Regions from separate parts of the Macaca mulatta genome. Here region 1 is linked to region 2. The links are chromatin contacts, called in public Hi-C maps. All regions are on one chromosome and are shown on one strand. Each heading gives the region's core, a stretch centred on a gene start, on an enhancer-like site or on the middle of the called end of the contact. The rest is flanking DNA. Distances are from core to core; before and after follow the strand shown.

Region 1 (5,595 bases), core at 1,988-4,487, 460 kb before region 2:
TCTACAGACAAGTATATTTTTAGAGACTCAAAAAGGTGAAGTAACTTCCAAAGTGTGTCATTCAAACTTAAGTTTGTGATTATAAAGTCAATGTTCTTTATCCTACATATAATCAGTGCTTTATTTACATTTGTTCCACATTCACCTATACCATTCCTTCCCCAAATTATGCAAAGAAATAAGATAAAATTAAACGAGAAGAGTTTTAAATAGACTTAATAAACTAATTATTTTACACCAAGAAAAATATTTATTACATAATTTTTCCTCACCTAAGGATTTACATACAAACCTAGAAATACTTAAGGCAGGACATAAAAACAAATGGCATGCCAAAGAAAAACTGGATTCAAAGAGAATCAGTTCCAAGAAAACTCCTAAAACTTTAAAGAAAACTATGCAAAATATATAAATGTAGCCATTGTAACTATTCAATCAATCAATCGATCAATCAATCAATCTTCATTGGATATTAACTAAGTGTAAGACAGAGGGGATCCACCAAGGAGGTAAAAGTAACAGGAAGCCTCTGCTCACAGGAAGCTGACAGCACAGATGGGACAGAAGACAAGCTCTAAAGGAAAACAGGCTGAAGGGGCCTAAATCTGACAAGTGAGGCACAAAGTACTGAAGAAATGCAGCAGGAAAACCACCCAACTAGGGAGTACCACGGAAGGGATGGAGAGAGTTTAAATAAGGAGAGAGGGTAAGAAGGGTATTTCCAGAGGGATAGGTATGATCTTTAAAAGAAAAAGGCACATTCACATTCATTTTGACTAAAGAATCTGGTACACATAGGGGAAGAGCCAGGTAGGAGTTACGCTCATAGTTTGGACCAGCTGTTGAGGGGCCATGAACATCTTGTTATGGACTGTAGGCTTTTATTTGGTGGGCAATAAGAGCCTTAGAAGGTTTTTTGAGCAGAGAAAGGGCAGGACTGAAGCTATGCTTCAGAAATGGACATCTGATCCCATTGTCTCAGATAGCCTAAAGAAGGGGTAAGGAGAGAGACCACCGTGGACAAAGGGGAAGGAAGTCCTGAACTGAAGGGGCAAAGGAAATGGAAAGGAGATGGTTATGAGAGGTAAAAGAACTAGAATGGATAAGTTTTGTGCCTGAATGTGGAGGCATGAAGGGAAAAAAAAGAGCAACCAAGGATGGCTAAGGTTTTGAGCTTAGTTAACTGAGAAATGGGCACATTATTACTAAAAGGAGGACAGCCAAGATAATCTATCTTACTGGGGAACACAAGGAGTTGAGGAATTTAATGTATTGGTGGGGTAACCCAGAGAACATGTCTGGGCAACTGCAAAGTATGGTAGAGTAGTCAGGACTATAGGTAGAAATTTAGGAGTCTCCTGAAAATTTTAAATGGGGATGAATCAAAATCAGCATTTCAATCAAGCTTGAGGGTAGCTGTACTTACACCACAAACAGAACTGTTCTGAATTTCTGTAACTCAATTCAAATAAAATAGTGACAGCTCCAATATAAGGGACGCCTGAAAATATCTGGCATTTTATTCATATTGTTAAACCTAACACTGACAATTTAATATGGTTCAGTCAAATAAAGAGAAGACCTAATAAAAGTATACTACTTTTTAAAAAAGTATCCTATCTCCTTTCTTTTTAACAATAGTCATCTCACTTATGCCAAACTTCAAAGGCTAGTTTTACTAAATGGGTTAATAGGGTGTTTCCATATAAGGTTTTAAAGGTAGAAGGGACGTTTACAGTCATTATTCCAACCTACTCATTTTACTGACAGATAATTTTGTAAAAGGTGAAGGAGAAAGCTTTCCTTACTTTTCACACTTTCTTTCCATAGCACCCACTCCCCTTTTAATTCAGTCACAAATTCAATAGTAAGAAGTAAATTAAAAAATGGATAAAGACATTTGTCCTCAGTCAAAAGCTATAACTGCATCAATACAATAGGTACTATTCGTGACTTTTAAGGAGACCGTGGGGGCCGGGCACCGTCACTCATGCCTGTAATCCCAGCACTTCGGAGGCCCAGGTGGGTGGATCACCTGAGGTCAGGAGATTGAGACAAGCCTGGCCAACATGGCGAAACCACGTCTCTACTAAAAACACAAAAATTAGCCTGGCATGGTGGCAGGCACTTGTAATCCCAGCTACTCAGGAGGCTGAGGCAAGAGAATTGCTTGAACCCGGGAGGCGAAGGTTGCAATGAGCCGAGATCGCGCCACTGCACTCCAGCCTGTGCCACAAGAGCGAAGCTCCATCTCAAAAAAAAAAAAAAAAGAGACAGTGGGATTTAGATTTCACCACCCAAATCAGCATCAACATATAAAAATTCATTACAATACTTAATGAAAAAACTCTGCTCTTTGACAAAGTTAACAATGAATTTAGAAGTATTTGTTACTATGAATTTTTTATTAAAATTTAAGTGCCAGTAACATGTACTCTGGATTGTATACTGGTGACAGAGAGCTTTGTCCTTAGAAATATGTATTCTTAAATTATCAGAATAATGATATTAAAAGTATTTACTTAAGAATTAATGTTTACTATAATATATCCAAATTGAAATCCATGTGAGATGCCATTTAATAAGCAGATTTTAGAGGATGAGATGCTCATTAAGGACACTTCCTTTTTCCTTTTTAAACCTGGTAGTGATATTTTTAAACCAAAGCCTTATGCATTTCATATATCAATTTTTCTTAACAATATTTAAACAACTCATTTTATCTTGGCTAACAATACAAACAGCTTCCATATAAAAGATAACAAAATCAAATATGGTGTATGTTTTTGAATTTTAGGCAGGGGAAAAAACCTCAGACTGAACCTTGAATAGAACTTGGCACAAAGGAGATGTTCGAGAAATATAGAGTGAACAAATGGATTGAAAAAATCATAAAAATAAATCTTAACATATTCATTTATTAATAGAATAAAGCTCTTAAAAATATGTAAGAATGAGGGACCAAAATTCTACGCAATAATAACCTTCATATTAGAAATGTATACATTCACATGTTTTTTTATTTAGGTTTGTTATTAAATATGTATTATTTTGGTGTTGAGGCACAATGTCATTGTACAACACTAATTAATACCTCAAATAGTCAGTGTTTGTGAGTTAATATATTCCATTCAACATTTTAATAACAGTAAACAAAAACAGCTCAGCTATGCAGTAAAATCCATCAAACCACACAGATGGTTATAAGGTTTTCATTATGTGGTTTCCATAGCAATCATATTGCAAATCTGGAAGCTTCTTGCAAATAAGCAGCTTGTATTTACATGCCTCTCAGCTGCAGCACAAAACTCTTCAACATGTGAAATTATTATTCCAATCACACATTGTTAGAAGAATCATCAGGAGATTTTTTTTTTTTTTAACAGGATGAAAATAACCGTAAAATGAGCTAAGTGCAGAAGAAAATTCAAACATAGTCACACGTTTACTAAACTGATCAGTGAGAACAGTAGAAATGTTCTGGTAGTCATCAAAAGGTTTTAACCTGTCAAAAATATGAAACTTCCAGGAGCAATCAGATCCTGCAGAATTAAAAAAAACCATAAACTGCACCCACCCCACTTTTTAATAGATATTCGGCCTTCTCTCTGAGTTGAGCAAAGAGAGGAAGAATGGCAAATAGTTTGAGTCTTCCCAAATCTTTTTAGCATTTGAGAAAAAGCTTACTGTGGGAAAAGTCATGGCCCTTTTTTCCCCCTTTTAACCTATTTAATTTACAAAATGGATCCAGCTCCGTAACAGATGGATTATTACCCCAATAAGGATTGCAAATCTGTCTAGCTATGAAGTTTTTACAAAATGGGCATTTATGGCTTACTAATGTTCTTATCTTCAGGATAAATAACCAAAAAGAAGAGTTACAAGCAAATGGCACCATTTAGCTGACATTGCTTGAAAAAGGGTTGAAGACAATTTGTTAGCACCAACTCAAGGTATATGATGTTCACATCAAGGCTGAGGACTGATTTTATCATCTCTTCCAGAGAGAAGAGGAAGACAATATAAAAAAATCTTTGACTTACAAAATGATCACCTTTCTCACTAAGCACCCTCAGAAAACAGCTTTACTAAATTATAATGTATTTTAAAACATGAAACAGAATCAAAAGTTAAGCTCTGAAATAAAGTTTGGTTTTAGATCTCTACCTGTCCAGGCATTATTTATGTATTATATATTTTTCTCAGGAAATGTGAATATTTATTGCTTAAATGTTCACATTACATGCATTTATATCCATTATGTAACTAAATCCTCCAACAATTCTATGAGGTAATAATAAGTACTTTTATCATAACCATTTTATGAATACGAAAAGTGAATTTATGGAGCCTGAATAACTTGTCAAGGTTCACACATCCAGTTATTGCATAAGCTGGGATTTTAACTTTAGGCATATGCCTTAACTCTAAGCCACAGTGTCTCTTCCTAAATTTTCATTAAAATCTTCAATTTACAGGTGGATTGCTTTCTAAAATTTTACTTAAAATATTGTCTGTTTGTGGACTTTGAAAACATTTTCACATAGATGAGCAGGTTCTATACTTTCATAGCATTGTATCTGAAGTACATCTTAAGCAAACTTTTTAGTGCTGATTTAGAAAAATTGCAACCAGGGGTGCCCAAAATATATGGTCTTCTGTCTCTCCTCCCAGTTCCCCTTCCTCACTTCTAGCTTTTAACACACTTCTCTGTTCCTAAAGTTACACACTATTTGGGCATTGCACACAAGATGCCCCTGAGTGGGAGATGGAAGAGGTGACGTGGAGGAACAGAGGACGCCACTGGCTAGTCCTAGTGGTAAAATGTAAAAGACAGAAGAAGTGCTGGGAGGATTTACACAAACAGCACCCCACCCGCTCTTCTCTCCCATGACCTGTGGCAAGCCACAAAGGCTGGAAGAAGGGTTGGAAAAGTTAGATTCGAATCTAAGGAGTATGGGCAAAAGGTTCAAATTTATGACAGCAAGGGAAAGTGAGCTCCCCAGGGGTCTATAAATCCAGAACTATTGGTAATATGAAGGATTTTTATATTATTATATTTTATTATACTTCTAAAGGACTGTTCTGTCTATTCAATAGACTATTATTTGACAGCAATAAAATACATATTTTTAAAAAGATATAAACATGTGCCTTTTAGCATTATACAAACTTCAAAATGAATGGAAGGATAAAGATGACTGAAATAGCATGGTTAGAGTCATGTTTACTCTTATGGAAATTTGGCAAAGTAGGGCCTATTGTTACAGCTCTGTTACTCACATAAACTGGACACTGCCTCTAATTCTTAGTGTTATCTCTGTACTTCAAAGTAGGAAGAGTAAGTCTATCCCATAGCACTTTGAAGAAGGACTGGGGGAAGACAACGAGATAACCAGACTTCTCAGGGGAAAAAATGAAGAATTAGTATGCTGTATCAAGTTTATTACCTTAGGAACTAGGAGTTTTGCAACAATTTATTAATTAAGCAACCAGGAAGGTTAATGTGATATAAAATAAGCAACAGTTGTTCAACCACAAAATCTAATTTTCACCTTTGACATTCTATTATTATAAGGTTTAACATGAAAAGGT
Region 2 (5,828 bases), core at 2,704-5,203:
AATACGCCGCTTTATCCGCCCCGAGCGCACCCAGAGCACGGGCGAACGTCCCAGACATCCACAGCCCCTTCCTATTTATCGAATCCATACCAAGATATTGTTTCAAGATGGGGAAACAACAACCCAAACAAAAAATAAACAAAAAGAACCTTGGACTCTTTTCTTGTCGCTGTCCGGGGAGTTCCCGGGGCAAATCTGGTCTGATACGCACTTAGGCTGAGCTACAGTTCGAGCCACCGCGCTACGCAAAGCCACCGCCAGCAGCACGCTCCGCGCTTCCTCCCGGGCAGCTCCACAGTCCTCTCCCCGCTCGCGGGAGGTGGGGAGTGCGGTCGCCAGTCAGTTGCTCCAAGGTGGATTGGGGGGTCCCCCTATCGCCCAGACTCGGTTTGCGTCCTTCCTTCAACCTTAACTGCGGGCCCCTGCCACCCGCGCTAACACCATTACGTCCTCTGCACCGAAACTTCCCACCAAGTAACACCCAATTAACTCCATCCTCTCCTCCAACACAGAATTCCACCCACACACCTATTCCCTCTCCCAGCGCTTCAGACACCTCTCTCATCGAAAAACCGGGCGAAAGGAAGCCGTCAACGAGCGGAGAACTCTGGCTGAATTAGTAAGTTTTTCTCTGTTTCTCCCTTTTACCTTTCTCTCTGAAACCAATTCCCACGGAGTAGAAGGTGCTGTGCTGATGCTAATAAAATGACTGTGGATTAATGCACTTTGCCCTCACCGCTTCCCACCTTCCCAGGTCAAGAACGGTTTCCTGTTGTTGGGGAATCCAACAAAACCAAATAGGGCCATGAATGAAAACATAAAAATCCAAACCCAAGGGAATAGCGGGGAACACAGTGTGCCGGGCCACTTCCTTTTGGGCTTCAGGGGGTCGCTGGGGAAGGGGAGAGAGACGACCCAAGGGATGCTGCCCTGTGCCTGGGCGCTGTGCCACGGAGGGCCGAGGGAAGGTGGGCACTTATTGCCAAGGCGAGCCAGGGAGGGGAGAGAAAGGGAGTGGTGTGTGTGCGTGTGTGCGCGCGTGTGTGTGCCTGTGTGTGTGACGTGTGTGTGCTGTAGTGTGTGATGGGGGCGAGTGTGAATGGGTGAGTATGGTAAGGGGGAGTGTGCCCCTCTTAAAGCCTCCCTGGGTGCCCTCTCCCACCGCTGCTGCCGCCAGCTGTCACCTCACCACCTTTACTCCTATCTCCTCCCCACATGTCTCACCTTCAGACGGCGACTCTCAGAAGCTCCTGCGCCTGTGACAGCTGTCGCTTGGGCAGCCCGAAAGACGAATTGTCCTCCTTCCTGGTGCCAGAGGACGCAGGAAATTAGCCAGGTTGCGAGTTGCAAAGCTGCCGCCGCGGCGCCGGGAACGGGGCGCGCCTCATCTCCAGCGGGAGCCGCCAGGCCTGGCCTGGCCGGGGCTTCCCTTTGCTCGCCATCTCCGGACAAAGCGCAGCCGAGCCAGGCTCGAAGGCAGAGCTCCGAAGCAGGCAGGACGGAGCGGAGCAAAAGAATGCGGCTCTATTCTCGCAAGGGAAATTATAAAAAAGTTCATGTTCACGGTTCTCATCCACATGACCGACAGCGGCCAATGGAAGGGCCGAACAACTCATAAAGTTGTATTGCAAAGTTGTAAATTTTCATAAACAACAACGGATTTATGACCCTTTCCCCATCACTGAGAGGAGGCAGCTCTTACACCGGCGCCATCTTACCACCGAGGCCGCCCAGACTTGGGGCCTCAGGTTTTACAGACCCTTTTGGGCCCGGTTTTACTAAAAGAGCCATAAGAAGCGGACCCAACCCAGGCAGAAGACTGGAGACAAGGTCTTGCAGGCGGAACTCAGGATGCTCTGAGCTGCCCGCACAATCCCTCGCCCTTCGCCCCTCGCCCCTTCCCTGCACCCAGATGCCCCAGCCCCTGCCCAGGCTGCGCAGCCCAGCGAGGGTCTGCGGTCCTAGCCCCTCCCCGCGCCACCTACAGCAGTGCGGGACCCTGGGGCGCCCTTGCCTCGCCTGCAGGCGGGGTGGGGGCCTTAAATCCCATTTCCTAGCCTGGGGCTGGGTTCAGGGCGCATGCGAAATCCGTAATCAGCCTCTGGATAATGCCCCTTTCCAAGCCCACTGCGCAGCCTTAGAGGAAAGGGTGGATTTGAAATTTCCTCATGGAATTTATGGAGATTTTTAGGGAGCTTCATAGAATATAACGTATCTGCCAGAGATTCCGTTTTCAAGGGATCTAGAAGATGCACACAAAAACCAGACAAACGTCTCTACACGGATAAAGGCACATGTACAATTATGCACACAGGGAAGGGCATACACTCTATTGTGGGCACAGAATGACATGCAATTATGGACACACAGAAACACATGCACCCAATTATGGACACCAAAATATACACAATTGTGAAATTAGGTAAAAACACACACACAGAAATACATAAACAGAAAAATAAGCACATACTCATACAAATACACACATAAAAATACATTAAAAAATACATGACACCAATACATGAGCATCCAACACTTGGACCATCACAAGGACAGCCACCCCACTTTTGCTTCCCCACTGCCCCTTTCCCTCCAGCCATGCTCACTTCCCCTTTCCCAGTCTCCTCTGGATAAGGTAGTCCACGTTTTTCTTTGTCACCAAGCATCTTTATTTTTCAGTTACATAAAACACAGCTGGGCTGGGAAGTGTGCCTTCCCTGAACCCCAGGATGGAGCTGAGGGGGATACAGGACAACACAGGAGATGAAGGGCATTGTGGAGGGCATTGGACCTCCCCACCCACTACAGTTAGCTCAAGACAACATACCATGCTACAAAGTCACCCCATTAACACATCCTTTCCAAGTCAAGACACTGCCTTACAAATGAACTCCAAGACTATAGAAACGATCAAACAAAAAAATCTTGTTCAAATATACAGTATCTGCTATTATAGGAAACGTCAGGGTGTACATATTTAACACAGCTGAACAGTAAGATACAGGAGCCAGAGGAAAGGACAGCGAAGCTGGGAGCATCTCCACAGTCCTACTAAGCAGAAGGTAACCCAGAGATCTGCAGCCAGCTCAGGAACATTCCCCTCCAGAAGTGGGGGTTGATGGGCCTGAACTTTGGGTGCCAAGCCAGAGAAGGAGGGATTGATTCTAGGGTACAGCACTTAGAATGCTTTTTGGAATAAATATATTATTTTTCAATTTAAATAGATGCCAATACCCTGATCCTGGACCTCAGCACATTCTCAGGGCAGCCTCAGGGACCCCAAAACCTGCGGGCTGTAAGCAGCAGGGGCCTTGTCTGGGAGCAGTCGGCACTAGGTAGCAGGCAAGCCAGCCAGCACAAAATAGGTAGTTTTAGGGGAGTAGGTAGTAGTGAGATTCACGTTCTTGCGGATCTGGGAGGGTGGTGCTGGGTGTCTGCCAGTGCTGGGATACATAGGGGCTTCCTGGGAATGGAGGCCCTCTGGGCTGGATACATAGGTAGTTTGGGGGTGCCTCGAGCAGAGGCCTGTGCTAGGTAGTATTTTGGCCGCGCCAGCGCAGGGCCGGCTGACCTGGGGTTGGGGTGTCTTTTGGGGTCCTCGGAGGCAGAGGGAATCCAAGGCGACCCAGTCGCTGCGGCCGCTCAGTCCACAAAAGTTGGGAGCTGGAGTAGGTGATGGGGGCCGGGTAGAGTGCAGGTTGGGGACTGTTTTGTTTGTTCGTTGTTTTTTTTTTTTTTTTTTTTCTTTGTTTTTTTTTTTTTTTTTACATTTTCTTTTATTTTCCCCATTTTTGTAAATAAAACCAGTGAGTCTCTTAAAGACGCTTTTCCGACTGTCCGGTGCAGCGAGGGCCCCGGCTCGGCCCCTCATTCCTCCTCGTCTTCCTCTTCTTCATCATCGTCCTCCTCGTCAGCCTTGTCCGCGGCAGCGGTGGCGGCGGCAGAGGGCACGGCGCCCTCGGGAGCTGCTGCGGCAGCCGGACCTTCGTCCTTATGCTCTTTCTTCCACTTCATGCGGCGATTCTGGAACCAGATCTTGATCTGGCGCTCGGTGAGGCAGAGCGCGTGGGCGATTTCAATGCGGCGGCGCCGCGTCAGGTAGCGGTTGAAGTGGAACTCCTTCTCCAGCTCCAGTGTCTGGTAGCGCGTGTAGGTCTGGCGGCCCCGCTTCCTGTCAGGTCCTGAGAACAGACATGCAGACACAGGAACACACGGACAGACAAGTAGACAGGGCACTCGTTAGGCTGCTGTCCCAGAGCCCACACCTTCCTCCTGGCCTAGTCCCAGGCGAGCATCCCCCTCTGCCCCAGGCCCCAAACTGAGCTAGGGGAGGAGGAGGGGTGTTAGGGAAAGACCCCAACTGCAGTGCCAGACTCGCAGGCAGCTCTGTAATTAGCAAAGGCACAGAATCCCAACTTTACAACCGCCTTTTCCAGCCGGCTAAGCTTCCACAATGTCCTGCTTCCCCTGACAAAGGAAAACTGTAAATATAGAGTGTGGGCAAGTGGGAAAAGCTGCACTTTTGCCATTCAAAGATGAGCCCGGCCATTCCCCCACCTTGCTAGGCAAGTGGGCGACCCTTCCCAGCAGCCTGAGACCTCAATCCCCAGGACCTTCCTAGGGTACCCCGACCCTCTGGCCTCATTCCCTCGCCCCCATCTTGAAATGGCCCCTGGCACAGGGTCGGGTGAGAGGCCTTGGAGGGCTTGGCTCTCCCAGCTTTTGAGGAAGAAAAGCCAGGCAGCAAGGAAAAGGAGGAGGAAGAGAAGAAAGGGAGGGAGGGTGACAGAAGAGGGAGAAAGAGAGAATAGCGAACAAACTTAATGTTAAAATTCCAAGGCAAATGGAGTTAAATAAATTTACGAGGATCGAACCCATTAATTGGGCCATAAAAAGTTTTATGAGCCTCATTTACATACAATGCTATGGGCTCCACGCAATGGCGCCTCCGCTCTAATTAAAACCAGAAAGGCTGCGCCGGGAGTCACGGGGCTGCCGGCTCGCAACAGCCTGGCTCCGCTCTTCCGGCCCCCGGCTCCGCGCTCACCAGCGCCGCGCTCCCCGCTCCCGGTCCCGCTCCACCAGCCCGGCCAGCCTAGCGACTGCGCCTACCTGAAGACCGCATCCAGGGGTAGATGCGGAAATTGGCTTCGGCTGGGCCGTGCAGCACGCCCTCGTCCGCCTTGTCGCAGGCGCCTTTGGCGAGGTCACTGCAGAGCCCGGGGATGTTTTGGTCGTAGGAGGCGCAGGGCAGGTTGCTGTAGGCGTCGGCGCCCAGACCGTAGCCGGATGCAAAGGGGCTCTGATAAAGGGGGCTGTTGACATTGTATAAGCCCGGAACGGTCGAGGCGAAGGCGCCGGCGCCCGCCCCGTAGCCGCTTCTCTGTGAGTTGGGCGCAAAGGAGCAAGAAGTCGGCTCGGCATTTTGGAACAGAGAAGCCCCCGCCGTATATTTGCTAAAAAGCGCGTTCACATAATACGAAGAACTCATAATTTTGACCTGTGATTTGTTGTCCGGCAGCTTTCAGTGTCGGTTTTACGAGGTAGCGTGATATATGATAACATTACACCCCCAGATTTACACCAAACCCCATTTTCTTTTGGACGGAGCTCGACGCAGCACGTGACCGCCCACATGACCGCCTCCGCCAATCTCAGCAGCCCTCACAGGTGGTCTCGCTCCGCTGGGCCCGCGGCCGCCTAGAATGGAAGGGGAAGAGGCTCAAATATGCGGCCAACGAATCCGCCCGCGCCCGGTGGGCCTGGCGCGTCGGGCGGAAAAAGACCCGGAGGCTCCGCGGGAGCGCCCAGCTGGCCGCCAACCTCGG

Evidence for each region. Hi-C and Micro-C count contacts between places; a contact is called where the count stands out from the background.
Region 1: a Hi-C map of fetal cortex germinal zone shows a contact between it and region 2, with 5 times the contacts expected there. The contact joins the enhancer-like site here to the promoter of HOXA3 in region 2. A contact is called at or near these places in 6 of 14 Hi-C or Micro-C datasets (CD4 T cells, cortical neurons, fetal cortex germinal zone and 3 more).

What each region holds. Positions count from the first base shown.
Region 1 is chr3:101,648,888-101,654,482 of T2T-MMU8v2.0, reverse strand. The region is part of intron 9 of SKAP2 (src kinase associated phosphoprotein 2); the gene reads right to left. Among named protein-coding and RNA genes, the nearest start is that of SKAP2, 170 kb to the right of the region's middle. Within about 2 kb of position 3,237, at least 3 of the 40 cell types and tissues checked have an H3K27ac peak or open chromatin away from gene starts, as enhancers often do. A contact at or near this core is called in fetal cortex germinal zone and fetal cortical plate, where this site is marked.
Region 2 is chr3:101,192,434-101,198,261 of T2T-MMU8v2.0, reverse strand. HOXA3 (homeobox A3) reads right to left here and starts at 3,953. Exons shown (of 7, transcript XM_077998008.1): 1 at 1,225-3,953. It overlaps HOXA7 (homeobox A7), which reads right to left. Exons shown (of 2, transcript XM_015133835.3): 1 at 5,113-5,828; 2 at 2,646-4,181. The coding sequence starts at 5,491. The coding sequence ends at 3,868. HOXA6 (homeobox A6) reads right to left here and starts at 512. Exons shown (of 3, transcript XM_028845936.2): 1 at 1-512. LOC144340151 (a long non-coding RNA gene) reads left to right here. Exons shown (of 3, transcript XR_013415899.1): 2 at 513-619; 3 at 1,231-2,221.